Linked DNA regions of Mus musculus: all the other regions are linked to region 1. A link is a contact called in public HiChIP or PLAC-seq and promoter capture Hi-C data. All regions are on one chromosome and are shown on one strand. Each heading gives the region's core, a stretch centred on a gene start, on an enhancer-like site or on the middle of the called end of the contact. The rest is flanking DNA. Distances are from core to core; before and after follow the strand shown. Region 1 holds the start of Rps3a1 (ribosomal protein S3A1). Region 2 has its middle 52 kb from the start of Gm31096. Region 3 has its middle 73 kb from the start of Gm31096. Region 4 has its middle 30 kb from the start of Cd1d1. Region 5 has its middle 30 kb from the start of Gm23376. Region 6 holds the start of Dclk2 (doublecortin-like kinase 2). Region 7 overlaps Dclk2 (doublecortin-like kinase 2).

Region 1 (3,580 bases), core at 632-3,131:
ATTTCATCTTCACAACCCCAGGGGCTGATGTTGAAGAAATTAAGCTATCAAAGCTTGTTACTACTTTCAAGGACAGAAGGGGACCGAATCTGACTCTAGCCACACTCCACTGTCAGACAACTGAGTCAGCTAGATAGAGCACCTTTTCTCTATCAACTCTAACGATGTTAACCCTAGAACAGTCCCCAAACTGGCAAAGCTGCCCAACTCACCTAATGTGGCCGTAACAAGCAATACCAAGTTAAAGGATGCAGCTCAATGTTAGGACTGATGTCCCAGCATGTGGAAAGCCCTGGATTCTACCTCCAGCACTCAAGAATTAACAGTGATACTCAAATGAAATGAAACCAACTTCTCCATTCCATGTTTTGATACTACCTACCAACCAACACACCCATGACACATCTGCACACCCACACCACAGCACTCACACTCGCAGCTTTTGGTCTCACCTGCCACTTCTTGACCATGGAGCACATTTTGTCCCGGGTAAGATCCATACCATGGAAGTTAGTCAGACAGTTTTTGCCCTGAACGTCCTCAGTGATTAGCTTGAATTTTCTAAACGCAACTTCATCATTCTGTAGATCAGCAAGGCTCACTTCAAACACACGACCCTTGAGGCCATCAGAGGCAATTTCTAAAAAAGAACCACAAACCCTGTTAACTTGTTAACCAAACCCACCTTCACACCAGTGGCTTACTGCCAACACCTAAACGTTCTCTTGGACAGCTGTACAAACACTTCATTGCTGCCACATCTGTACTAAGACCAAGCACTCCCAATGCCAGGCCCTCCAACCACTGGGCTGACATTTCAATCCAGCGCCCCATCAGAGTTGACCAAGGCGCCGGTTAATATGCACATGCCACAGCTTAGGAACAAAGCAAAAGGGGCCCACAGTACTCACTGGTTCCTTGAGTCCTCGTGACTAGTGTCTTCCCGATGTTCCTAATATTGAACATGGCTGGAGCTTTCACATCGTACCAGTCTTTCTTAGAAAATGGATCGACCCTGGATGGGAGAAAAATAACCTCAAGTTTCTCTGTAAATTGTAACAACACTCCCGACCACTTTTAAACGCTTCTTATCCTTCAGACTTCTGTTAACAGTTTCCCAGGCACGATCTTGCAATCGGCCTGCACTTAACACGACGGACGTCCTCCCCGTGGGGTGAACGTCTGCGAGGCCGGCTGGTCTGCCAGTGCACAAAGCAGTAAGTTCGAAGCCATGCCTTCCCCACTCCTCCATCACACAGGCAGTACTATATACACACTGCCCTGGAACCTCAGGGACCTGTGACAGTGACTGGTCCGCAACAGCACAAACTGCTGCTAAACAAGTGTCCCGGGTCTCCAGGTCGGTCCCACGAGAGCCCAGCACACAAGTTGACATGGGGTCCCGACATGGACAGCCAGAGTGACTGACGTAGAGCGGTGTTAAAAAGTGCCACGGACTTCCAGCAACCCAGGAGCCCACAGTTCGCGCGCGACACGCGAGCGACTGCTAGAGACGCAGGGCGGAGATCACACGCGGCGCGCGACACCCGGCCGGGTGGCGGAGAGGCGGCCGCCCGGGACGCACCCGCCAGCCGCGCAGCGCAGCACCGCCGCGCAATCCACCCCGCATCCTCACCATCCGCCCCACGCCGCACCCCAGAACCCGCCCACCAACTCCTGCGGAGCCCAACGGCCGGGGACCCGCGCGATCCGCCACTCACACTTTCTTCTTAGCTCCCTTCTTGCCACCTTTCGTCAGGCGCTTGTTCTTGCCGACCGCCATGGTGCCGACCGGAGAGCCAAAAGGGCGGAAGTACAACTCGCGCGAGAACTTAACGCGAGCCGGGCGGGGAGCGCCGTCTACGTGACCCTTGCTCTTTCGCCCTTCCGGCTTTAAGAATCTCGCGACACTAGCTGGCGGCTCGTTTCCCGCCGTGCTGCGACAGCGCCCTCGTGTGTCGGGAGGTCGCGCAGCGGGCCGCGGGCTGGCTAGGCTGTGCATGGGAGCCTGCAGATTGTCAGAGATGCTCAACCCACTTCAGGTTTCTTGTGGTTTCCGTTGCCCCGAGGGTGGGAACTCTCTGTTTCTAATTTTGAGAGTACGTTTCTTCCCTAGACCATGGGCTTTGAATCAGAGATAGCAAATCCATGTTCAAATGGTGATTCCAACAGTACTTAGCCTTCTGACCTCTTTAGCCATCAGTTCCCTCGGGTGTAAAACGGGAATATTCATGTGATCTATTTCAAAACATTAGTGTAATTCAATAAGCATGACTTCGGGCACGCTGTTCACGTGCTGACTACTCTTGGGCTTGGCTGTGTTGTGAACTTTCATGAAAAAAGAGGCTTAGCCGTGTGTGCAATCCCAGAGCTCTGGAGGCAGGAGGACAGCAAGTTGGAGGAGAGCCTGGAGTATATGGTGAGTACTAGCCTGAACTACCTAGCAAGACAGACTGGGAAGGGGAGAGGAGAGAATATATATATACACACACACACATATATACATATGTAACTCTTACACATTTGTAATCACATTTTTTTTTTGTATGACTATGTGTGTGGTCCTGTGCCTCACAGGTCTCTGTGTGGAGGTCAGAGACCTATTCTCAAGAGTTGGTTCTCTTCTTCCACTATGTGGGTATAAGGCTCAGGGAGAGGCTGCCATCCTGCGCACACTGGCCCGCAGCGCTGCCATACAATGTGCCCTGCCTCCTCACTGCCTGAGAGGTCTCTGCAGGTGCCTTTACCAGCTGAGCCATCTCGACAGCCCTGGGTTTTTGGTTGGTTGGTTTTGTTTTTTCTGGGATAGGAGGAGTGTTTGGGTTTTTAGTGGAGTGGGGACTAGAGTGGTGTCCTGGAAAAGCCTCAGCATGCCTGAGACAACGGATTCCATCTCTAGCACCCCAAAAAGGCACAGTCGTGATCAATTGTTGTACCTAACTGCCCACCAATTTTCTTAATGCAAACCACCCCTTCCCCACTTTTAAAAGTGATGTCTTTATTTTTATTTTATATGGTTTGCCTGCATGTTTGTCTGTGTGAAAGTCCCAGATCCCCTGGAACTGGAGTTACAGACAGTTGTGAGCTATCATGTGGGTCCTGGGAATTGAACCTGGGTCCTCTAGAAGAGCAGTCACTACTACTCTTAACCACTAAGCCATTTCTCTACCTCTATCTCCACCCCTCCACATCCCCAAACCCCCACCATAAAAAATGGCTTCCCCATTCTTATGTTAGTATTTTTCAAAACAAGATTCCTCCTGTGTTGTTCGGGCTGACCTCAAATTCACCTTCCTCAAGCCTCCGCCTCCTGGGTGCCGGCATTGCTGACATGCTCTGCCACATCTAGTTCAGAAGATCACAGCCTGGTGACATGTCACCAGCTACCTCAAGGGCAGAACTCTAACATCCTCTCTAGCCAAGGCCAAAAACAAAAAAAATGGTGACCAAATCAGAACCAACTCCCTCTTCACCAGGCTCCCAAGAAGTTTTTAAATGCTTTTTTTCCCCTTCAGATATAAAGATTGATTAGGGTTCAGAAACAAATTGAAAACTTTCTTTAACAAAATTGACTCTGATT
Region 2 (3,580 bases), core at 335-2,834, 970 kb before region 1:
TGCAGTGACAGTTTCACAAGAGTGTCTATATGCCAAACCTCATCTTATGGGGCAACTTACTGCACGCTTTGACTCTATGTAAATAAAAAGAAATAGGAGAAGAAAAAGAGATTGATCCTTTTTCAACGGAAACTTTCAACATAGACTAATTACCTCAAGAGCAATGTTTCTCGGTCACTTTACAGCTAGTTTTGCAGGTTTCAGTTTCCAGGCTAACCCTGTAAAGTCACATCAAGAGGTTCTGTTTACCAGACATTTGGGCATTACAAAGCTTCCAGAGGCACGGGCAGAAAAAAGGTGTGAAATTCATCTTTTCTGTGTGGCTCGGTTCTCCTTGGAGCTATTCCAGCCCCGGTGCCAGCGTTTAACGCAGGGGTGCCTCTCTCCGCCTGCGCTGCGCCACATCTAGCTGCCCTCTCTTCTGCCCTTTCTCCTTCCTCCAGTGCTTGAAGATCTGTGGAATAGATCAGCTGACAGTGGCAATGGGGAGAGAGCCAGCAAGAGTTCAGATGATGGGGAGGAGACGGAGCTCCTCAGCAAAGAGAGAAAGCTGCAGGCAGAGCAAGGCTTCAGCCGAAGGGAATCACAAACCAGATCAAGGAGGGGTGTCCACATGCAGCCTGCAGGGAGAGGGCTGCGTCAGAGGGCAGGCAGGCAGGCAGGTGGAGGCGGAGTTCAGGGACCCCCCCTTTTTCCTTGTCTTTGCCTGCTTTCCACTGGTAGACATTACTTTGGGCATCTGCAGTAGTGGTGCTTTGAATATGGGGGAGCAACCCTGCTCAGTGCTGAACTCAGGGTTCACCTAGAGTAGTCCCTGCCTTTCGGAGGTTTCTGTCCATAGTTAAGGTACCAGTGACCAACAGATCAGAAGTACTAAACGGAAAATTCCAGAAATAAACAATTCATAAGCTTTAAATTGCATACTGTTTGGAGGAACGTGATGAAATATTTTGTTTTTGAGACAGGATCTTCCTTCCTCTGTATTCTAGGATGGCCTCAAACTCATGATCCTCCTGTCTCAGCTGCTGAGCACTGGGATTCTGTGTATGTGCTACCATGCCTACTCAGTCCATGATGAGATTTTATAATTCCCATCCCGGATGTGAGCCACTCATGGGGTCCACATTGCATGCTAGTCACTTGGTCACTCTTTCAGTTATCAAAACAGCTGTTTAGTGTGCTTGTCAATCACATGGTGCCAAACTCTGTTACAGTTATTCTTTTATTCTGAGCTATTGTTGTCTAGCTCTTGCGGGACTCATTTATGAGTTAGGCACCATCACAGGGATAGTATATACGGGGAAGACAGCATATTTGGTTTGGTGTGGTGTTGATAACAGTTTTAGGATCCAGTGGGCGTTGTAGAATGCATACCCCTCAGATAAGGGGAGACTGTGTTCTTTGGGCTAGGAGAAAGACATCAGTTACTGTAATATCTGAAGAGCAGCAGACATTTGTGCCTCAGGGAGACTAGAAATCATAGCCAGCATCACTGAACCTTGCTTCTGTAAAGCTGCAGAGGAAGACAAGAGAGGGAGAACAGGAAGGAAGGGGCTGACTTCTCAACTGAAGTTTGACCGTGCCTGCCTGGTGGCGGCTCCAACGGTGATTTATGCATTGAAAGGACCTGCAGGGCCTCATGGAGGGGCTCTTAACAGTCTTAACACTGAGGTGGGCATTTCACACACATCATCCACACTGCATCCTGTAAGAAAGTTGGAGTCACATTCTATGGAGCCCTTGGGAGCAGAGTGACCTCCCCAAACCCAGTAACTGTTAAGTCCAGCTACTAAGATTTGAATCTAGGTATGCCAAGCTCAAAACACACACACACACTCTCTCTCTCTCTCTCTCTTGCAATCCTACACAGCTCCATGCCCCACCCCCACTCCCTGGGTAAGGCTGTGTTCTGCTCTTGCTTTTGTGTGCTCTGGGCCAAGCAAGGCCGTACATCCCTACCTTCTAATGGTGGCCTGATGAAGGATTTAGATACAGGCAACCATTTTAAGAACAGAAACAAACAGATAAAAAAGCAGCCTGCATCTTGGTAAATGATTCTGGAAAGCTTGTGGGGTGAACTGCATGTTCTTGCCCCTCCACATCTCTCTTTGTTCCTAGTAGAAATTACTGACCTCCCTAAGCAATCTCATGACCAAAGGTACACACTGATGAAAAACACACAGGTGAGCCCAGAGCAAGACGCCTCAAGGGTTACAAGGATGCGCATACTGACTCTCCTTTCTGTGTATGGGCCATCCGGGTCTGACTTTGCTGGACCCCTGCCATTAATTTGCGAACGTTCTGTAATCTTCCAGGAATGTTGGTGTCGTCTCATGGAAACAAGGAGGGAGGGAGTACAGGGTGGACAAACAAGAGGAAATGAAAGCTCTTTGGGGGAAAGGCGGCTGTGACAAATTGAAAGGCAGAAAGGAAATATTAGCGCACAGCTGAGAACCAGAGTGGACCGGAGGAGAATGAGCAAGGCTCTCTGCAGCCCCTGGACCAGCAGAGTGCTGATTTGTTCTCTCTAAAGAGAGATGTGTTATTGCCTGCCCCTTTCCCCGATCATCCCCCCACCCCCTGCCAAATGATGACAAAGAAGAATGGTTGCAGAATCTGCTGAAATGGAATAGTCCGCAGGGGTATTCGGAGCGAATGAAATGTGCTCCCGGGTACCTTCTCGAGTTCTCCACCAACTTGTTTTTATTTCAAATCGCCTACAACAGGTGCCCGGAGTCTGGGCGAAGTATAATATTGTACCTTGCAGCAGCTGGGTGCAGAGGAAGGGTAGATAGTAAAGAAAGGTTACACAACGTGACTGGTCTCGTATGGCTCAGGGCAGCGCTAGAATTTAAAACATTTCCTTGTCCTCCAGTTAAATTGGGCCCCATGGTATGTGTTCTGTAACTTAATATGAAAGGCTGCTGATGGATGTGTTGATACTGTGGCCACCAAAGCTGGTGGCAGGCACCTGCAGGGACACGTGCACCCTGAGGGGACAGAGCTCTGCAAAATAGCCCTCCCAATGCATAGTTGGCGCGGTGCATGCTGGGAGTTCTCGCCCCTCCCGACGTGGAAAGATTCCAAAAGCTTCGATGCAGATGCTAGCCACACCATGACCTGTCTCCAGTTACAGCCCAAACAGAATAAGCCCTCATCCACGAAGCACCGTTCAGCAACCTCAGGCTACTTCTCTCCCCCCTCCCCCCTCCCCCCTCCAAAGAACATATATGAATGCAAATGAGTGATACAATGCCGTGTATCAAATATGATAGAAAAAAATGAAAATTTCTTTTCTTTCTTTGTGACAAGCTGGTAGAGGCAATGTGAATTTGTCCTACAGCTGAGCACCAATGACTAACAGGACTTTATTTTATTTCCTTATTTAGTTATGTATTTTACTTTGTTATGTGTGTATCTGCGAGTGCTTACATGTAGATCTGTGTACCATGTGCATGTCTGATGTCTGCGGAGGCCAGTTTGAGGGCATGGGATCCATCAGGAACTGGAGTTGTGTCACCATATGAATCACCCATGTGAGTGCTGGGAATCAAGGCTGGGTCCTCTGGAAGAGCAACAA
Region 3 (3,580 bases), core at 755-3,254, 950 kb before region 1:
ATAGCTTCGGCTTCCCTTCCTGCCTCCAGCTTCCTGCCCTGGTTTCCCTATGTGGTAGAGTACAACAAAAAGCTGAAATAACCTCTTTCCTCGCCGAGTTGCTTTTGGTCATGGTGTTTTATCATGGCAACAGAAAACCTAAGCTACCTTCACTCGGGTAAGGACTGAATTAATGGCTTCACCGAAGAAAAGAATTTCAAGATGGATGGATATGAAGCAAATTAGCAGATATTAGAGAGATTTTAATGCATATCTGAGCTTGAGGGAAGGGAAGTATTTAGGGAAAGGATAGGCCACACCCACGAGAGGGCTGTGCTTAGGTAGTTATCTTTATATAAATAGCCATTTATATAAGTTTGGGGGTTCTGAAATTGTGAGGCAGGCAAGTATAGGAGATGTTTAGGGATGTGGAACTCTGTTGGTTTTAGCTGTGTACACCGCTCTCCCCTTCTTGTAATAAAGCACCCGACAGTCTAGTTCCTTTCCCTGCACATATTATACCCATACACCCTTCCCAATAAGGCATCTAGCAAGCTCAGAACCTCTTTAACCCTTATATGCATTGGACTACATATACCTCTCTCTGAACAGTCCCCTAAGTTCCTCTAAAATGATCGAATTAGATGGTTTCTATTCAAGAGTACCCACAATGTATCCTAAATGTTAAAGAATTAAAGGGCATGTCCAGCCTATTTAAGTGAATTTCTAGGGCAGAACCTCTACTTTTACCACATTATGCCTATGCATGTATAGTTAGGCATACATGTGGTTAAAATGAGATACATTATGGGGAGGGACATTCACAGATAAATGAATATATAAATTAATCTATCAATCAAAATAGAGGACTCTCTGACCACAGCTTCTCCTGCCTTAGATTCCATAAAAAGCCTGGGGTTCTGGGTACCTTCATTCATGTGGCCTGCTGTCAATCTTGACAGTGTGTCCCTCAAATAAAGTTCTCTTGCTCCTTTTGTAAATCTGTGTAGCCCTTATTTTCAGTTTTCTGGGAAAGAGGCTGAGAACTTGGAAACACCCAACCCCATCCTGACCTCAGACCACCAGTGACAGAGATGGTCTGCTATGGAATTTAAATGAGATCTTAGGCTGGCTCCTGAGTGCACTGGGGTTACAGCTGATAAGGTGCCACCCGAGGACGGCTCCAGGAAGTGAAGACGTTTCATTCATAATCAAACGTCAATAATCTAGTTTGTGAGATTCTCGGGAGATGTATGGGAAGGATGCAGGGCAAACTCAAGGTCATATATACTAAGGCCCTATGCACAGTTCATTGCTATTTTAACATTCTTACTTTAAAATATCTCTCTACGAAAGGAATATGGTCTCTATGCCAGTACGCTTACAACAGATGCTAGTTGTGCCGAAATGCTTGACTCCCAGAGAGTCTTTGATTAGATTCCCAGAGTAAGGGGCTCCCTCCCTTTCACATGTTCCCATAATCATCCCCTTTTCTCCCCTGCCTCACATAGGTCAATGACTAGATCCTGATGGGCCCCACCTCTAAAGGTTTCTACCATCTCCCAATAGTGCCAAGTTGGGACAAAACTTTCAACTCATAGGTCCTTGGGACGCAATCTAAATCTCTCTTTTGCCATTTTAGATCATTCCCCACTCTCCAGAACTCAACCCTCTGACCTCCATTTTTAGTTTTTCCAATGAGGGGCCCAGCAAGGAGGCAAAAAAGTTAGGCTCCTCATTCCCGGCTGCTTTTCCACTCATGGCTGTGGATTCTACCAGGACTCGCTGTTGCAGAATATTTGATCACACTGGGAACTCTGAGAGTATGCTGTTTACTGGAAAAACCTGTTTTTAGTTGTGCTGTGTCACATGCCTTTAATCCAAGAGCTTTTTGTTTATTGTAAACATGATTAAATAACACCAGCCATAGGTCAGAGCAAGCAACCAGCTGACAGGGAGTAAACACAGGAAAAGAACCACAGAGTGTGAGAGGAAGTCAGGAGGGCGGATAGAGAGGCACACAGGAAGTAGAAGGGAGGGCCATTCAGTTTGAAGGGTTTTGGAGACAATGTGAAGAAGGAGAGCTTGCTCTGCCGTTGGGAGGTCGGCTGAGGAAGAAGGTCAGCTGGGTGCTTTCTCTGCCTCTCCGAGCTAGCAGGCTTTCACACCAGCATCTGGTAAATTGAACAGTTGAGATTTTGTTAACAACCTTTCCTCACTCCTGAGCCCCACAGGGCTCCAGGAACTGCTCTCCTTCTCCACCCTCGGGGTTAGCCACGGGAAGCTTCCCAGGGTTCCTTTCGGCAGTTCTCCGTCCCTCAGCTGTGCCTCAGGAGACCAACAGAAAACAAAATGTAGTTTCTGCTAGGACTCTACATGATGCAATGCAGGAAAAAAAAGTTTACAATATAAGGTGAAGTGACAGAATCAGGCTAGAACAATCTCAGCCTGCATACAAATAAATATATTTAGAAAAAAGAAAACATTTGTGCACAGAGAGAGGAAAGACTAGAAAGAAACATGGGAGGATCTGTCACAGTGTCTGGGCTACAAGGTTACAGGTGATTTTTCTCGTCTCTATACAACTCTATATTGTACACTTTGTGTATTTGTTTATTTTGAGACGTGATCTTGCTATGTAGCCCAGGCTGGCCTAGAACTTGTCAATCTTCTTCTACTTAGATTCTAGTCTATTGTGCACATTCTTAGAAGTAACCATGTATCACCTTTAAAGTGGAATATATATATATATATATATATATATATATATATATATATATATTTAAACAAAACTGAAAGTGAAATTGGTTTTTTTGTAAATAATAGATCATAGATTTTTTTTAGTGAATATATGATAATATATCATAGTATATAGGATATTGTAGTATAGAAAGAAATATAAGTATTTTTTGCTGAGCCTTAACTATTATCATTTACATCTCACCCATTACTGGGACTGCTCCTTAAGCCTGCCCAGTGCCTAATATAACTTCTGTGGGGCAGCCTTTTCAGAGGCTTCACTTCTTTCAGCTCTGGCTTTGGCCTGGTGCTCAGCTGTGCCTGGTGGTCAGGGAGGGGAGAAGGGAGAAGGGGCCTCAGTGCAGCCGATAGGTCAGTCTGAGCAAGCCAGTAGTGTGTTGACAACTCTCTGGAGTATATCCTTGGCTATCACTTTATGCTAGTTGGTGGATATACTAAGTGATCTTAGGTCTCTATTAGCAAATATCATGTCACTGTGCTTGGAATCAGAAACCTGCTACAAATACCGAACAGCAGTTAACTTATTAAAATTAACATTCAGACTTATTAATAATTATTCATCTGTTTATTAATTTATATATGTATATGTATTTATGTATGTATGTATTTATACAGGGTCTCAGTGTATAGCTTTGGCTAACCTGGAACTTGCTATGAGAACCAGGCTAGTCTCAAACTCAGAGGAATCCACCTGCTTCTGTCTTCCAAGTGTGGCATCAAAGGTGTATGACACCACACCAGGCTCAAAATAGTCTTTCAGTCACAGTTTTTTCAGTACCCCTAGAGATACCCCGCTACCTACTCATGTAGGATAAAAGCAGTACATATTTGGGCATGGTTA
Region 4 (3,580 bases), core at 630-3,129, 890 kb after region 1:
TTTCTTTTGGAGGGGAGGCAGGGTTTCATTTGAATTAATTAATTCCAAATATATATGTTTTATTTTGGAAAGTGAGAAGAAAAGGAGTTCTTGCTGCTTCACATTTAAAATGTTTAACTCATAATTATTTAGTCTATTTCATGTAGGAATCCTGTATTTAGGTCATTCCTCCCAAACTCATGGCCTCTTACTCTTTAGTGGTTATTTATTATCATCTTGTAATATTTTTATTAATTCTTAAGAATGTCACTGAAGCACTTTGAATCTCTTCACACAATCCTCCTCCGCCTCTCCTCACTGGTTCCGTTGCCGCCTTTGCATCCCTATCCAGTGACTTGGAGATTACTTTCATTTTCTTTCTCCACTGAGCTCAGTTTGTGTTGCTCAGCTGTCTTGACACCAACACCTGCCCTGGTGTGTTGTCAACCAACAGGGGGTCACATCATTAAAAAAAAAAAAAAGACCCTGACTCTTCCTTTCCTAGTGGCCAACAAATTCTAATTGTTCCTCAGCTAGGGGTGGGATTTCACATCCAGAGGTCCCACCCTCTATTTTGGGTCTCCGGCTGGCTGGAGTTGACAACAGGGCTTGTGGGTGCTGCTAGGTTATATGTGCATCTGCCTTGTTGTCTGGAGAATACTGTTTTCTTCATGTTAGCACCACTTCTGGCTCTTAGAATCTTTCTGTCCCCTCTTCTGCAAAGACCCCTGAGCCTTGGGGTGAGCTACAGATGTCTAATTTGGGGCTGAGAATTCTATAATCATTTGTTCTCTGTATGTCAGCCTCTGGGGTAATAACCATCTATTGTAAGGAGAAACGTCTCGATGAGGGCTGACAGACGCTCTGACGAAGGGGTATACCAGCAAGTCATTGTAATACTACGACTAATGGAGCCATGGTATTGGGTTCTTCGTGTCTTGTTCCATTGCTGAACTGTTGTTCATATCTAGAAGTTCTCTTGTGGAGTTTTGGGGACTTGTACTTATGTATAAATTATCATGGGGATAATTTGATCTCTTTTGCAACTTGTAGCCCTTGACAATCATCCTTCCTTGCTTGTCTTATTACACTAGCCAGTGCAGACTATATTGGAAAGGTGTGGATTCGTCTGTCTTAATTTCAATGGCATTGCTTAGGACAATGTTGACTGTGTGTTTGTCATAGAAACACTATTATGTGGGCACATGTTCCCTTCAGTCTTACTTCTCTAGGACTTTTATCAGGAAGGCATGCTGGATCTTGTCAAGGGCTTTTCACGTGTTTATTGAGATGATCTTTACATTTAAATACATCTATAGGACTTATTACTATTGACTTATATTTATTTATTTATTTATTTATTTATTTTGGTTTTTTTCGAGACAGCGTTTCTCTGTATAGCCCTGGCTGTCCTGGAACTCACTCTGTAGACCAGGCTGGCCTCGAACTCAGAAATCCGCCTGCCTCTGCCTCCCGAGTGCTGGGATTAAAGGCGTGCTCCACCACGCCCAGCTCGTTGACTTATGTTTATTGAAGCATCCCTGCATCTCCATGACAAAGCTCAGTCGACCATGGTGGATGATGGGATGATATGAGCTTGTATCCAGTTTACAAGTGTTTTATTGAAGTTTTTAATTAAAAAAATTATTTTATTACTTACACACTTATGTGTAGAATGTTTTGCTTGCGTGTCTGTGTACATGCCACACAGATACTCATGATGGTCAGAAAAGACCACCAGATTCCCCAGGACTGGAATTTCTGCTGTCAGTGCCTGTCCCCCCACCCCTTTTTTTCTTTTTACATTTTTTTCATATTCTTGCTTGAGTGATCTACTTCCCCTATTTTATCTTGGTATTGTATCGTTGACTTGACCCATTGTATTTAAAAGTTGTTCCCCTGAGTTTTCTAATTGGGATGTTGAGTTTTTCAGTTTCATTTTTGGTTTCAGCTTGAGTTCTCTTCAGTGTTTCTTCCAAGAAGAAGTTTTAGAATGATACTCCTTTGTCTACCTTAAGGGGAAAAAAATGACCATATCCTTTTTTTAAAAAAAAAACTGAGTTAGTTTTCTGGGGAGAAAATTAACTTCAAGGCCACGGTAGACTCACTGTTAACTGTTTGCTCTCTGTAGTTGTGGAAAACACCATGTCCAAAAGAGACTTAGGAAGGAAGGAAATGGTTCATTAGGCTGAGGGGTTACAGTCCATCATTGAAAGAAGCTAAGACAGATGCTTGCAGCAGAACCACAGAGGAGTGCTGCTTACTCGCTCGCTCTGCTCCCTCTCTTATACAGCCCAGTCCCACATGCCAACACCCATGACATTGCCCTCAGTTATCTAGACTTGCCTACATCACTTAGCAATCCAGAAAACACCACGGGCTGATTTGATGAGGGAGCCCCTCGACTGGGATGGCCTCTTCCCAGGTATGTCTGGGTTTGTATCAAATCGACAAAACGAACCTGCACACTAACCCGACCTTCCAGACATATGGTATCATCATGCCCCTTTACCGCCACACTCACATGCACGTTACCCCAGTCATTTCCAACCAAGAGCTCTTCCCTTAAAAACTGTCTGCTTTTACTTAGTTCTCAGGGTTGTGCTCAGCCCAGTGGGAATACAGGTGCCTTGTGGGTTCTGGGCTGTGCACTCTGCATCTCAAAGGGAAAGTCGTTCTTTCACTTCACCTTGGCCCCTTGGGACAGAGAGGGTGGTGTTCGTCCCTTCCACCAACGGGAGATCACTTTAGTCAGGGCTCCTGCCAACTTTTTCCAGGACTGGTGACAGTGATGGTTTTTATAGGTGGATGAAGAGATAGAATTGAAAAGCCCTGTGGCCAAGGGGGAAGATATGCATTCACCACTGGCAGGCGAGGATCTGTTTAGCTTTCTTCCAGAGCTGACTCCCCCATGACTTCTCAGGCTAGCTTTCCTACCTCGGAAGGAGTGGGGATAAGAACCATGTATACTGGTGGGTGTGGTTTCTAGACATCACTCCACAATAAGTCTGTACAGGCATCGACACTCCTGTCTTCCCCTACACATTTCTTTTGGGCCTACAGATGCTCTTATTGTGCAATGTATCGAAGAGTCGGTGTCTTAGTTAGGGTTTTAATTACTGTGAAAAGACTCCATGACCAAGGCAACTATTATAAAGGAAAACATCTAATTGGGGCTGGCTTACAGTTTCAGAGGTTCACTCCACTATCATCATGGTGGGAAGCACTACCGTGTCCAGGCAAACATGGTGCTGGAGAAGGAGCTGAGAGTTCTACATCTTGGTCCAAAGGCATCAGAAAGAGACTGTGTCCTACCCTGGGCAGAGCCTGAACATAGGAGACCTCAAAGCCCACCTACAGGGTGACACACTTCCTCCATCAAGGCCATGCCTAGTCCAATGAGTATAGTGCCACTCCCCATGGGCCAAGCATTCAAACCCATGAGTCTGTAGGGGCTTTACCTATTCAAACTACCACAGAGCATATAAAAGGATTCTAAGATGTAGAAGAATCATGGGAGGAAGTAATGCACGTGCTGAGAGATACAGGATAAGTGGGGCATGAAGCAGATGATCTGTGGGCGTGGTGGCAGGAACAGGTA
Region 5 (3,580 bases), core at 382-2,881, 820 kb after region 1:
AACATAGCTACGAAGTTGGAGGATTTGTGTTGATAACACAATCTCCTTCTTTTATGTCATCGCCATGCTAAACAGGCAGCATGGGGAACTCATGCAGTTGTAACCACAGGGTCTCATAAAGTGCCAGCGCCCTCAGCACACACACTCACACACGACGCACACATGCTCTCGAGGTTAGTGTGTGCACACCGTGTCATCAACTTTCCACTTAGTTGCATCTCCTTCCTCTATTACTGAGTTTACCAGTCCACATTGTGACACACTGGAAACATATTTAAATACTTTCTTGTTGGGGACTTAGTTTATCTGCAGTTTTAAATAGTCACCAATATTAAACATATTTGTAGACCTTTATGCAGGAATATTTACTAGGTTGCATTTTAGCAATGAGATTATAGATAAGAGACTGATCACATTTTCATTCTTCTAATGATTTTGAAAGTTTCAGTTTAAAGTTAATATATATTTTTAAAAATTATATATACACACACATCTCCAAAAGAAATAGTACCCTAGCAGCAAGGGGGAATACACCTGTCCATGCCATTAGCAATGCAGCCGCAGACCGTAGGTATCAGCATTGCCGTGTGGAGTCATGATTACAGAAGCATCCAAGTGCTGGTGTGTCCTTCCTTCCTGAGAAAGAGACAATGCATTGACACTTCCTGGGGTGAAGAGCCTTTCACACACTTTCAGAAACAGGAATCTTCAGTTCCATTGCATCCATAGTCACAAGACCTATACCGGCTAAATGGTGCGGTCTGCCCAGTGCGTAGATGTCTTTCTATCAGGCTAGTACAATAGGAAGGAGCCCATCCCCCACCACAGCATTTACACCACAGAGCTTCAATGTGCCCTGGCTTTTTGTGGCTTGGTCTTGAGCTTCTTAACTATAATCTTTCCCCCTAGCTGCACAGTAGCCTGTTCTGTACCCTAGGGGCTTCTGGTCCAGTTGCTCACGGGTCTGTTTTGGGCCATTCCTGAAGCTTGGCCTATCTTATGGATCCTTCTGCCTGTGATTGCTCTCTCCTTTAACTGCCTTGGAAGACCTTGGGTAAAAGCCACTTAGAGGAGACTGGATGATAAGACTTCATGCTTTCCTTCATCATCTGTTCCCTCATTAAGGTTCTGGGGAGGTCATTGGAGAACATATATACATATATATGTGCATATGTATGTATATATATCTTCTATTGCTGGATAATCACTTTTATCTTCATTTTACAGAGAAGCAAATAAAATATAGGTGTAACAAAAGCAGTAAATAGCTTGTAGATAATTGAGGGAGTGGAAAGAATACCATCCCTGAACAATTGGCTGAGGGTAACTCTAGCTGGATCTGTCATAGACCTTTCCAGAAGAACCCAGAAGTGTGATCAAAAGCCACTGTGTGCTTCAAAAAATGTTGTGTGTAGTTTTCCTCTCATAGCTAGAAGATAGACGTGAAAAGAGGAGAAAGGGGGATTTCGAGAGGAAGAGAGGGAGAGAAAGAAGGGGAAAGAGGAAGAGAGAAAGAGGAAGGAAAAGGGAGATGGAGAGAGAGGGAGAGCGAGGGGAGGGGGAAGGAAGGGGAGGGAGGAAGGGAGAGGGAGGGAGAGTTAGGAGACCTGCGGTGTGGTCCTGACTTCGGCCCCTGTACTTAGGATGCGGCTGGAGCAGAGGATGGAAAGACTAAGCAAGCTGCTTCTAATTCTTACTGCTAGACAGTGCTTGGAAAAGAAATATAAGAACATTCCCAGCACAGCTCTGCCCGAAATCGGGCTGTCACGTGACCTAGTGTTGGTGAGACCCATGAAGCATCTAGAAGGCCATTTAACATGAATTCCTATCTTATCTTGGATCCCTGAGAACATTTTGAAAACCATTTTTTTTCACTTGTGTTTGCTTCCTTATGCCTATTTTGGGACTACTCAAAGCCTACCCAGACACGCTAACACGCATAGGTTTATGTAGTGGGAATTTTGGTTTCTTTAAAAGCACAGGACTATTATGAGAGTGTGTTTCGTTTTCATCCCAGGTGTGAGCTATAGGGCTGCTTCACGGCAACCGCCTGTGGTTTGCTTCACGCTCTAACAGGGGCGTGGTTTCGCCAGCTCTAGATAGTTTTTGCAAGTGTGTGACGTTTGGAATTCTGGGAACTTTTCAGAGGGTGTATAAATGCTAGGACACTGAGAGATGGGAGCTGTTGGCTGGTTGACCTGCTGGTAGGTGCAGTTCATTAAGGATTGTCAAGTATTCGTGTGCAAAGAGGCAAGAAAAAGACATTAGATATCTTAACAAGAAGATCAAACTTGCCCCAAGGAACTGGGCGCCCCTCATCAGCAGGAAGTAGTCTAATGACAGTGTTCCCCCTTGCCCCTCCATCCTTCCTCTGCTGTCTAGTGTTGGGGGTTGGCAGGGTGGAAGTAAAGAAACCCACAAAGTAGTCAAAAGTCTGGTTATAGTCTCAGCCTTGCCCTTCCTACTCACCCTGCCTGCCTCTGATTCCTCATCATCCTCATCCCATAGAAAGCCGGAAACTGGGGAAGGAAGGGTATGGAGAAAGAACAGAGAAATTTTGTGAGGAAAATGGGAAAAGTTGACATTTAAAAACTGTCATAGCTACCACAGATTTACAATAAAAGGAATAAAATTTCCTTTTTCTTTTTTCTTGTTTTTTTTTTTCTTTTTTTTTTCTTTTTTTTTGAGACAGGGTTTCTCTGTAGCCCTGGCTGTCCTGGAACTCACTTTGTAGACCAGCTGGCCTCGAACTCAGAAATCTGCCTGCCTCTGCCTCCCGAGTGCTGGGATTAAAGGCATGGGCCACCACCACCCGGCACAATAAACTTTCTTATTTATTTATCTATCTATTTATTTATTACCTAAGCTGATGAGTCAGCTCCCAGTAGAGATAGTGATGTGACTGAGTCACGAGCTCTCTTGACTTACAATTTGTTATTATATTTATATGTCCTGGCTGTGTCTATAGAGACTTGAGAGAAAACGTGGGGCTAATGATGAGGGTCTTTAGGGTGTGTTTAGACTTCTTTGTAGCCTCTCAGCTTTGTGGGGACAAGAGTTATACAGCCATTCTATACTTTTATGCTTGGACCTATGACATTGGAAACTTGGGGGAAATTATTGAGGACAAAATTGTATTAATTAATGAAAAATATACAAGGCTTCATCCTTAGTTATTTACAGATTGTGCATTAAAAGAGTTTGGGAAGTCTCAGTAGAGTGCTTGCCTAGCAGGAATGTGGCCTTAGATTTGATCCCTAGCACTGAAAAAAAAAAAAAAAAAAAAAAAAAGAAAGAAAGGAAAATAAAAAACATAAAAGGAAGCTGTAATCTAATTTACATTGTGGCACATCATGACAGAAAAGGCATAATGTCAAATATAATTACTGCTGCTATTCAGTTGATATGATGCTGCCTCCCAGGATAGAATATTAAATTTGTGATATTTTTCATTGCTGGGCTTGCCCACACACACCTTTAGTTTATACCTCAAGGGAACCCTTTCCACTTAACTGTGATTTCTGTTGAAAGCTGTTTTCTCAAAGAGGACAATCAGTTTTATCTTCAAGCTGAGGCTTTC
Region 6 (3,580 bases), core at 424-2,923, 780 kb after region 1:
AGCACGGTCCAAAGTGAAGACAGGCTGAGTGAGACTTTTTCTGTGCTGGCTTGCCTCTCTTGATCTCCAGTGCCTTGTGCCACACATGAAACCAGAAAAGCCAACCTAGAACGAGTCAGAACGAGCTAGCTGTGCACAGAAGGTACAATGGGATCCCAAACACAGGAACAGCACAGGTACTGCACTGGCCTCTACCAAAGGTTACCCAGCGCCTCACTGGAGAAACACGCTTTCAAACAGTTTGCCCTTCCAGCAAAAATAAGTTGGCTAATTTTACAGCCATCATTGTTTGTATTTGTCTCTGATCATTAGAATTTTCTTCCGTTTTTAGAAGGCCAATCTCTTGGGAAGGAGATAATGGGTGCACCCCAACCCAACACAAACGACCGAGGAGCAGACAGTTCCCGTGGCTGCCTAGAAAGCAAGCGCCCGGCAGGCTGCCCCAGCGCAGGGCGGGGAAGCGCGCTGGCCGCAGCCACTGCACCTGCCGCTGTGCACGGGGCCGCACCTGCCGCGCCGCGCCCGCCCCTCCTATTTACCTTCCAGCAGCTCGTCCAGGCTGGTGACCTTCCGGCTGCCGTCTATGGTGTAGATGGTGCGGACGCCCTGGGGCAGGTTCACATTGTCAGACAGTGAGCGGGTGAGCTCTATGAGGAGCGCATCGAAGGAACGGAAACGGTCGTTGGAGATGGCAAAGACCAGGCCTTTGAAATAGCGGTCCCCATTCCGGTAGAACCGCGCCTTCTTGGCCTTCTTCTCCGAGCTGAGGGCCTGCAAGGTCCGCGTGCGGTAGAAGCTGCAGTGAGCACTGTGCGCCGGGCTGGGGATGAGCCCGTTGCCCTTGGGGCCAGAGATGCTGCTGCCCCCGGAGGAGCTGGGAGCCCCTCTCCGTGACCCTGGCCGCGGCCTTTTGTCCCGTTCTTCAAAATGTTCCAGCTCAATGCTCCTTGTGCTGGCCATCGCGGCTGCTCGGGAGAGCTCTCCACAAATTAATTAATTAATAAAAGGACGTCCCAACCGCCCCGGCCGCAGCGCGCCGCGATCTAGGCGCTCCGTCCCGTCTTAAAGCAGCGGGACACCTGGCGCGGGCATTCGGGCCATGCTCGCAGGTGGAGCCGCTCAGCCAGCTAAAGGCGGCCGCAGCGCGCAGCAGCCCAGCTCATTGTCCCGCGCGCCCTCGGTCGCCGCCGCCAGCTGAGGAGCCCCACGCCCCCCAAGCGCCTCCTTCGCCGGGCCACGCCTCACAAGTAGCGCGCGGGCAGCAGGCCGGGAGCCGCCAAGTTGAACGACCCTAGGCTGGCCCGGGTTCGCATCCGGCCTGCGCTCTCGGGCGCGCTGAGTGGAGGAAGGAAGCGGAGGGGGGAGGGGCGCGAGCGTGGGCGAGGCGCCTCGGGGCTGCCCGGCGCGGCCTGGGGTCCCGGGTTCCCGCCGCCGCGTCGCGCGCGCCCAGGCCCAGTCCACGGCCGGTGCGCGTCCCTGGCCGGGGATCCTCTAGAGGCGCTGGGCCCCTGCGGGAAGAGTGCAGCCGCCTCCCACGCACGCACGCCCACGGGCATCCGCGCTCTCGGCCGCCTGTCAGGGCCTGGACCCCGGAGGACACCCTCTGTCCCTTCAGGGACACCACAAACCACACCGAGAGGGAGATGGTGAGGAAGAGGGCGGCGCCGCGCGAGGAGCGGCTCTACGGTCCAAGGAGGCCCCGCCCGCCCGCCGGGCTACCGGAGCTGCGCGCTCCCGGGCGTGACCGCGCTGCGCGCTCCACAAGCGCGGGGGCTAGCGCAACCGCGCTAGGCAAAAGAAAAAAAAAAAAAGCCTACAAAGGAAGGAGACTCAAGGGCAGCAAGCACATCCTTATCCTGCCTCCTGGGGAAAAACCGAGGCCAACCTAGAGCAGAAATACAAAACATAGCACTAGGTTTGGATGCAATATTAGTTTTTTATAAACGTCTGATTTATTGTTTAAATAAAAAATCCTTTAGGCAGAAAAAAAAAATCCTTCACACTTTCTACTGCAGATTCGATAACACAGTAGTTCCAGTAACTTTGAATGAATACATGACTACAAGTTATTGGTTTCATTGAATCAAGTATTTGTGGAGAGCTTGCCATTTGCCGGGCATTAATCCCATCACTGGGGATGCGCGAGCAGAGAACAGAACCTCTGTGAATTTACCCGCGCTCACGTGTTCATTCTGAGCTGCTCACAGAAGTGGACTGACAAACACCCATCATGCAAGAAAACCTCTTCTTAAGTGGATATCTGGCCCACAATAGACATGTTTCAAGAAATTTTTGAAACGTCCGTTATTTCACTTTGGTGATGAAGCTCAAAGGCATTTGGCCCCAACCTGACACATGAAATTAATGATTCGGCACCCGGTTCTTCAGCAGCCCTAAACAGCTCCAAACTGTCCTTGAAGGTAGGGCGACAAAAAACGCTTTGCTTGTGATCGACTGGAACAGCATAAAATAGGAGTGGGTAGAAACACAACCATGAGCACCGTGAAGCAAATCCTTCCTCATAGACCTAGTTGGCCAAAACATGAGAACGGATGGAGATAGAGGGGCAAAAAAAAAAAAAGTTCCATGGGCATCCAAGATGACTCAGTAGGTCAGGTGACTCATAGAACTGCCAATCATCGCCAGATCCCACGTGGTGGAAGGGAAGCATAGACTCCTGTAGTTTATCCTCTGACCCCTGCATGCATGCCATGCCAAGACAACACAGTAAATAAATCTAAAAACTTTTGTGAGGAAAAAAATTGTTCCTGAATTCTATTTCTAATGCAAATGAACTGGGAGAAGGCAGGCTTCAAGGAGGCAACTACTAATTAATCTGGGTTGCTTTATGGTTTAAAGTTTATAGAACCGTAACACGTTTTCCTCTTTCGTGCAAGTGCAGAATGTCTACAGTGAGATGTTTAGAACTGGCATGTATTTCCCTCGCTGGGATATTCCCTGCATCTCAGAAACCCTGTCTGACCTGCTAGCTGTTCACCTGTCTGGAGACTGTTTGGGTCTCTCCTGGACTGAGATCTAGTTTAAGGTGGCTTTATGAAGACAGGATGGCCACAGGCAAATAAGTCACCTTCTGGAAGCCAACCTTGACCTCTCTCTCTCTCGGCTGTGAATTACCGTTCTATAACTCCCCTTAACCCTAACATTTACTTGAATAAAAAATCGGGGGAAAATACTTCATTTCTCATCTATTGGCAATTCAAGAAGGAATTAAATCTCAAAACATTCCCTCGTTCACACATTAAAATAACCCCTTTCAGCCGGGCGTGGTGGCACACGCCTTTAATCCCAGCACTCGGGAGGCAGAGGCAGGCGGATTTCTGAGTTCGAGGCCAGCCTGGTCTACAAAGTGAGCTCCAGGACAGCCAGGGCTATACAGAGAAACCCTGTCTCGAAAAAACAAAACAAAAACAAAACAAAAATAACCCCTTTCTGCTCTGATTACACATTTTTTTAAATAGTCGTAGACTATCCAGTAAGTATAAAAACTTCACTGGCAATCTGCAGCAAGGATCTGGTAAACGCTTCTTGTAGAAAGCTCAACATGACAGAGAAATAAAGG
Region 7 (3,580 bases), core at 522-3,021, 750 kb after region 1:
ATCCTAGCATTTGTATGTCTATGGCAGGAGGTTCATGGGTTCAAGGCCAGCTTGTGTACATAGACAGAATGTGTTTCAAAAAAAATGTTGCTTACATAAGAGACATTTTGAACCACAAAATAAGTGACAGTAAAGGAATTAAACCTACAGACTAAAGACTCCTAACAAGAAAGAGGAAAGCTGGGCTGGTGAGATGGCTCAGTGGGTAAGAGCACCCGACTGCTCTTCCGAAGGTCCAGAGTTCAAATCCCAGCAACCACATGATGGCTCACAACCATCCGTAACGAGATCTGACTCCCTCTTCTGGAGTGTCTGAAGACAGCTACAATGTACTTCCATATAATAAATAAATAAATCTTAAAAAAAAAAAAAGAAAGAGGAAAGCTTTCCTCAGGAACAGAATTCTGCTACTGACCCCTGAAAGGACAGTGGGATCAGAAAAGCTATTCAGCAAATATTATAATAGTAGTTGCTGGAGTCAATGATAATCAGCAGGCACTAACATTAATAGATCAAAATGTGAAAAACAAAAATATGTGCACATTCTTCTTCTTTTATTTATTTATTTAAAGATTTTATTTAAGTATATGAGTGCACCGTCATGTCTTCAGAGACACCAGAAGAGGGCATCATAACCCATTACAGATGGTTGTGAGCCACCATGTGGTTGGTAGGAATTGAACTCAGGACCTCTGGAAGAGCAGCCAGTGCTCTTAACCGCTGAGCCCTCTCTCCAGCCTATATGTGCACATTCTTAAGAAATATCCCTACAACTTATTAATTTATGCTTAAAATGTCAAAATTTATAGTGAAAAGCAACCTGCAATCAAGCGGCCAACCAGTAATGAGATTTATCCAGTGTGTCTGACTAAAGGCACTCAGAGGACGCAGCATGACTTCTGTAGTATTCTTACCAAAAACACAACCAAGATATCACTGTGAGAAAATACCACAAAGTTCTAAATCAAGAGGAACTATGCAAGATAACTAGCCAGAGCTCTCCCAAGCAACAAGACCACAAAAAGCCAAGGATGTGTCACTGTCAGAGGTGGAAAGGGTGACCATGAGCAAATGCATATGTGCTTCTGGATCAAGTGTGAGATGGGCAAGACACTGAGGAGGCACACTTGCCTGTGTAAGGTCTACACATGAACTAATGGTGTGTCTGTCAACCACACTTAGACAACTGCCTGTGTTCAAGAAGCGATAACGTTAGAGGAAGCAGGATGGAGATGATACAGAAAGCCTGGAGAGATGGCTCAGCAGTGAAGAGCACTGGCTGCTCTTTCAGAGGACCAGGGCTCAATTCTCAGCATCCACAAGGTAGCTCACACCTATCTAACTCCAGTTCCAGGAAATGCAACGCCCTCTTCTTGCTTTCTTGGCACCAGGCACCAGGCACCAGGCACCAGGCACCAGGCACCAGGCACCAGGCACCAGGCACCAGGCACAGTGCACAGACATATATAGGCAGACAAAACCCTCATGTATACAAATAATTTAAAATTTATTTTTTAAAAAAGTATATGGAATCATTATACAATTTTAAGACTAATTTCAAAGTTAAAAGTTAAGACATAAAAAATGTAGAGGCCTAAAATGAAGAAAGATCAAATACACATATTCCATAACCTGAACTACTCCCTGCAAACTAAACCTACTTTAAATGCTACAACTCCACTGTGTGGAATGACTGTAAGGAGCACTCTACTGCCTCTGTGAAGAACTTGTGGTAACTCCATGAAGAACTTCCTCTTCTGCCCAGCTTGCATCACTGTGGCCAAATATAGACTTGCTTGTCCTACACGTAATTGGCTTTTACGGCTATCTGTTCTGCTACAATGACAGTGCCTCAAAAGCAGAGAACTTCTCTTGCACCTGTTCCTCAAGCAACTAAGACAATGCCTAACAATAAAAAACAAAACCTCAATGACTGAACAAATTAATTCTACCTTAGCCCAAAAACATGTCACAAACTTAATAAAAATCCCTTCTTAGAAAGACAACTGGCCAGTTTCAAATAAAGTTTGAAGGTGAGTTGGCTCTTTGTGAGTCCACTCTCATAATTCAGTTCTGGTGAGGAGACTACCCAGGATTCTGGTGATACTGAATGTAATTTATTACATAAACATAATAAGAAAACTTACCAGAAAGTCATCCACAATCCTAGGACCAGAACATACTGTTTTGGCATTTATTATTTATTGCATTTGTCTACATATATAACAAAGTTTAGATAGTTATAAATGTAGGGTAGATCCCAATGTTGAAGTCTGCTCTCCCTTTATGAGATTCATAATAGTAAGTACATCCTCAGAATTTTTATATTCTACACGACAGTCACTGAACACCCTTCATGGGGTCTGTCTTAGTTACTGTTCTAGTGCTGAGAAGACATCATGACCAAGGCAACTAATAACAAGCATTTAACTTGAGGACTCACAGCACCAGAGGGTTAGAATCCACGACCGTCTTGGTGGGGGTCACGGCAGCAGACACAGAGCGTGGCACTGGAGCAGTAGTTGAGAGCTTAGATGTTGAGATAACACGAGGCAGAGAGAGGCCTAGCTGGGAATGTGGGTTTCAGAACCCCAAAGCCCACCCCTAGAACACACCTCCTCCCAAAGCCACACCTCCTACCTTCCCAAATAGTTCCACCAAATGGGGACCAAGTATTCAAATGTATGAATATATGGGGGTCATTTATATTCAAACTGCCACAGGGTCAAGCTTCATTTTCTGAGAGTTACCATAAATTTTGGAAATGTTGGTAAGTTATTCAGGACAAAGTAAATAAACTGTGCTATAAGGCAGAGTCTGGAAAAGAATTAGGAATGCTTATAACGTGGTAAAAGACATCATCCTTTGAATATCAGAAACTAGCTTTGAAAGCAAAGAAGTCTGGAGCTACACTGCTATATCAAAGATGGTCACCTCAAGTCCAAGTCACAAAGCTCTTTGGGGGCTGGAAAGATAACCCAGCAGGTAAAACCCTTGCCACACAGGAAGGAAGCTTAGAACCTGGGTGCCCAGAAGCCACACAAAAAAGTCAAGTAGTTACAGTGGCCTGTCTGCAATCCCAGGAAGCAGTCAGGGAGGGAGTCTCTGGGGGCAAAGCTGGCCAGCCACACCAGCCAAAAGGCAAGAACCAGGTTCAGTGACCCTCCCCCACCTCAGTCCTTAATGTGGAGAGCAACTAAGGAAGACGCCCAACACGAACCCCAGGCCTCCACACATATGAATGCCTGTGACCACATACATGTGAACATTCATAACCATATTTACACCCCACCCCTCCACACACACTCCTAAAGTTTTTCTTTTAATATGTTTTGTAACACTCTTCAGGGAAGGGTATGACCACACACCAACTGCAGGATGATCTTGAAAAATAAGCATGGGTTAAAAGCCTGGCACTCAAGATCAGCATCTTATTAACTTCACTATCATTAACATTTTTTAATGGATGGCACTTCTCACAAACTCTGTCCTATAACATAGGGAAGAAATATATTAAATCAAATTATTTTTATATTTTCCGGGCTCCAAACCATTTAGTTAGCTCCTTAGGGCACAAATT

Evidence for each region. Promoter capture Hi-C pulls out the DNA fragments that hold promoters and counts their contacts. HiChIP or PLAC-seq counts read pairs in DNA pulled down with a chosen protein or histone mark.
Region 2: a promoter capture Hi-C map of the HPC-7 cell line shows a contact between it and region 1, with 6 times the contacts expected there. The contact joins the enhancer-like site here to the promoter of Rps3a1 in region 1. A contact is called at or near these places in 5 of 39 promoter capture datasets (the HPC-7 cell line, hippocampal neurons, liver and 1 more), 1 of 484 Hi-C or Micro-C datasets (ventral hippocampal neurons) and 1 of 115 datasets of contacts at active chromatin or transcription factors (embryonic forebrain).
Region 3: a contact with region 1 is called in a promoter capture Hi-C map of liver, with 3 times the contacts expected there. The contact joins the enhancer-like site here to the promoter of Rps3a1 in region 1. A contact is called at or near these places in 9 of 39 promoter capture datasets (the 3T3-L1 cell line, 3T3-L1-derived adipocytes, the HPC-7 cell line and 5 more), 3 of 484 Hi-C or Micro-C datasets (CD4 T cells, the N1E-115 cell line and double positive thymocytes), 4 of 115 datasets of contacts at active chromatin or transcription factors (the NIH/3T3 cell line, craniofacial prominence, double positive thymocytes and 1 more) and 2 of 9 other capture datasets (adipose tissue and liver).
Region 4: a contact with region 1 is called in an H3K4me3 HiChIP or PLAC-seq map of pro-B cells, with 5 times the contacts expected there. The contact joins the enhancer-like site here to the promoter of Rps3a1 in region 1. A contact is called at or near these places in 5 of 39 promoter capture datasets (the C10 cell line, liver, pre-B cells and 1 more) and 3 of 115 datasets of contacts at active chromatin or transcription factors (the 230-238 cell line, large pre-B cells and pro-B cells).
Region 5: an H3K4me3 HiChIP or PLAC-seq map of the SCID.adh cell line shows a contact between it and region 1, with 10 read pairs. The contact joins the enhancer-like site here to the promoter of Rps3a1 in region 1. A contact is called at or near these places in 9 of 39 promoter capture datasets (the 3T3-L1 cell line, 3T3-L1-derived adipocytes, the C10 cell line and 5 more), 1 of 15 datasets of contacts at CTCF or cohesin (large pre-B cells) and 9 of 115 datasets of contacts at active chromatin or transcription factors (the SCID.adh cell line, T-cell acute lymphoblastic leukemia, double positive thymocytes and 6 more).
Region 6: a promoter capture Hi-C map of pre-B cells shows a contact between it and region 1, with 9 times the contacts expected there. The contact joins the promoter of Dclk2 here to the promoter of Rps3a1 in region 1. A contact is called at or near these places in 14 of 39 promoter capture datasets (the 3T3-L1 cell line, the C10 cell line, cranial neural crest and 7 more), 2 of 15 datasets of contacts at CTCF or cohesin (the NIH/3T3 cell line and large pre-B cells), 2 of 484 Hi-C or Micro-C datasets (the N1E-115 cell line and embryonic stem cells) and 7 of 115 datasets of contacts at active chromatin or transcription factors (embryonic midbrain, embryonic stem cells and microglia).
Region 7: a contact with region 1 is called in a promoter capture Hi-C map of pre-B cells, with 4 times the contacts expected there. The contact joins the enhancer-like site here to the promoter of Rps3a1 in region 1. A contact is called at or near these places in 6 of 39 promoter capture datasets (the 3T3-L1 cell line, the C10 cell line, embryonic stem cells and 2 more) and 1 of 115 datasets of contacts at active chromatin or transcription factors (pro-B cells).

The regions. Positions count from the first base shown.
Region 1 is chr3:86,140,787-86,144,366 of GRCm38.p6, forward strand. It overlaps Rps3a1 (ribosomal protein S3A1), which reads right to left and starts at 1,882. Exons shown (of 6, transcript NM_016959.4): 1 at 1,722-1,882; 2 at 912-1,015; 3 at 453-640. The coding sequence starts at 1,783.
Region 2 is chr3:85,172,292-85,175,871 of GRCm38.p6, forward strand. No RefSeq gene overlaps it. Among named protein-coding and RNA genes, the nearest start is that of Gm31096, 52 kb to the left of the region's middle. Within about 2 kb of position 1,585, at least 33 of the 459 cell types and tissues checked have an H3K27ac peak or open chromatin away from gene starts, as enhancers often do. A contact at or near this core is called in the HPC-7 cell line, where this site is marked.
Region 3 is chr3:85,193,162-85,196,741 of GRCm38.p6, forward strand. No RefSeq gene overlaps it. Among named protein-coding and RNA genes, the nearest start is that of Gm31096, 73 kb to the left of the region's middle. Within about 2 kb of position 2,005, at least 120 of the 459 cell types and tissues checked have an H3K27ac peak or open chromatin away from gene starts, as enhancers often do. A contact at or near this core is called in the HPC-7 cell line, the N1E-115 cell line, adipose tissue and 3 more, where this site is marked.
Region 4 is chr3:87,027,067-87,030,646 of GRCm38.p6, forward strand. No RefSeq gene overlaps it. Among named protein-coding and RNA genes, the nearest start is that of Cd1d1, 30 kb to the left of the region's middle. Within about 2 kb of position 1,880, at least 6 of the 459 cell types and tissues checked have an H3K27ac peak or open chromatin away from gene starts, as enhancers often do. A contact at or near this core is called in pro-B cells, where this site is marked.
Region 5 is chr3:86,959,115-86,962,694 of GRCm38.p6, forward strand. No RefSeq gene overlaps it. Among named protein-coding and RNA genes, the nearest start is that of Gm23376, 30 kb to the left of the region's middle. Within about 2 kb of position 1,632, at least 41 of the 459 cell types and tissues checked have an H3K27ac peak or open chromatin away from gene starts, as enhancers often do. A contact at or near this core is called in the SCID.adh cell line, T-cell acute lymphoblastic leukemia, double positive thymocytes and 1 more, where this site is marked.
Region 6 is chr3:86,919,211-86,922,790 of GRCm38.p6, forward strand. Dclk2 (doublecortin-like kinase 2) reads right to left here and starts at 1,674. Exons shown (of 16, transcript NM_027539.5): 1 at 540-1,674. The coding sequence starts at 960.
Region 7 is chr3:86,892,905-86,896,484 of GRCm38.p6, forward strand. The region is part of intron 2 of Dclk2 (doublecortin-like kinase 2); the gene reads right to left. Among named protein-coding and RNA genes, the nearest start is that of Dclk2, 26 kb to the right of the region's middle. Within about 2 kb of position 1,772, at least 35 of the 459 cell types and tissues checked have an H3K27ac peak or open chromatin away from gene starts, as enhancers often do. A contact at or near this core is called in pre-B cells, where this site is marked.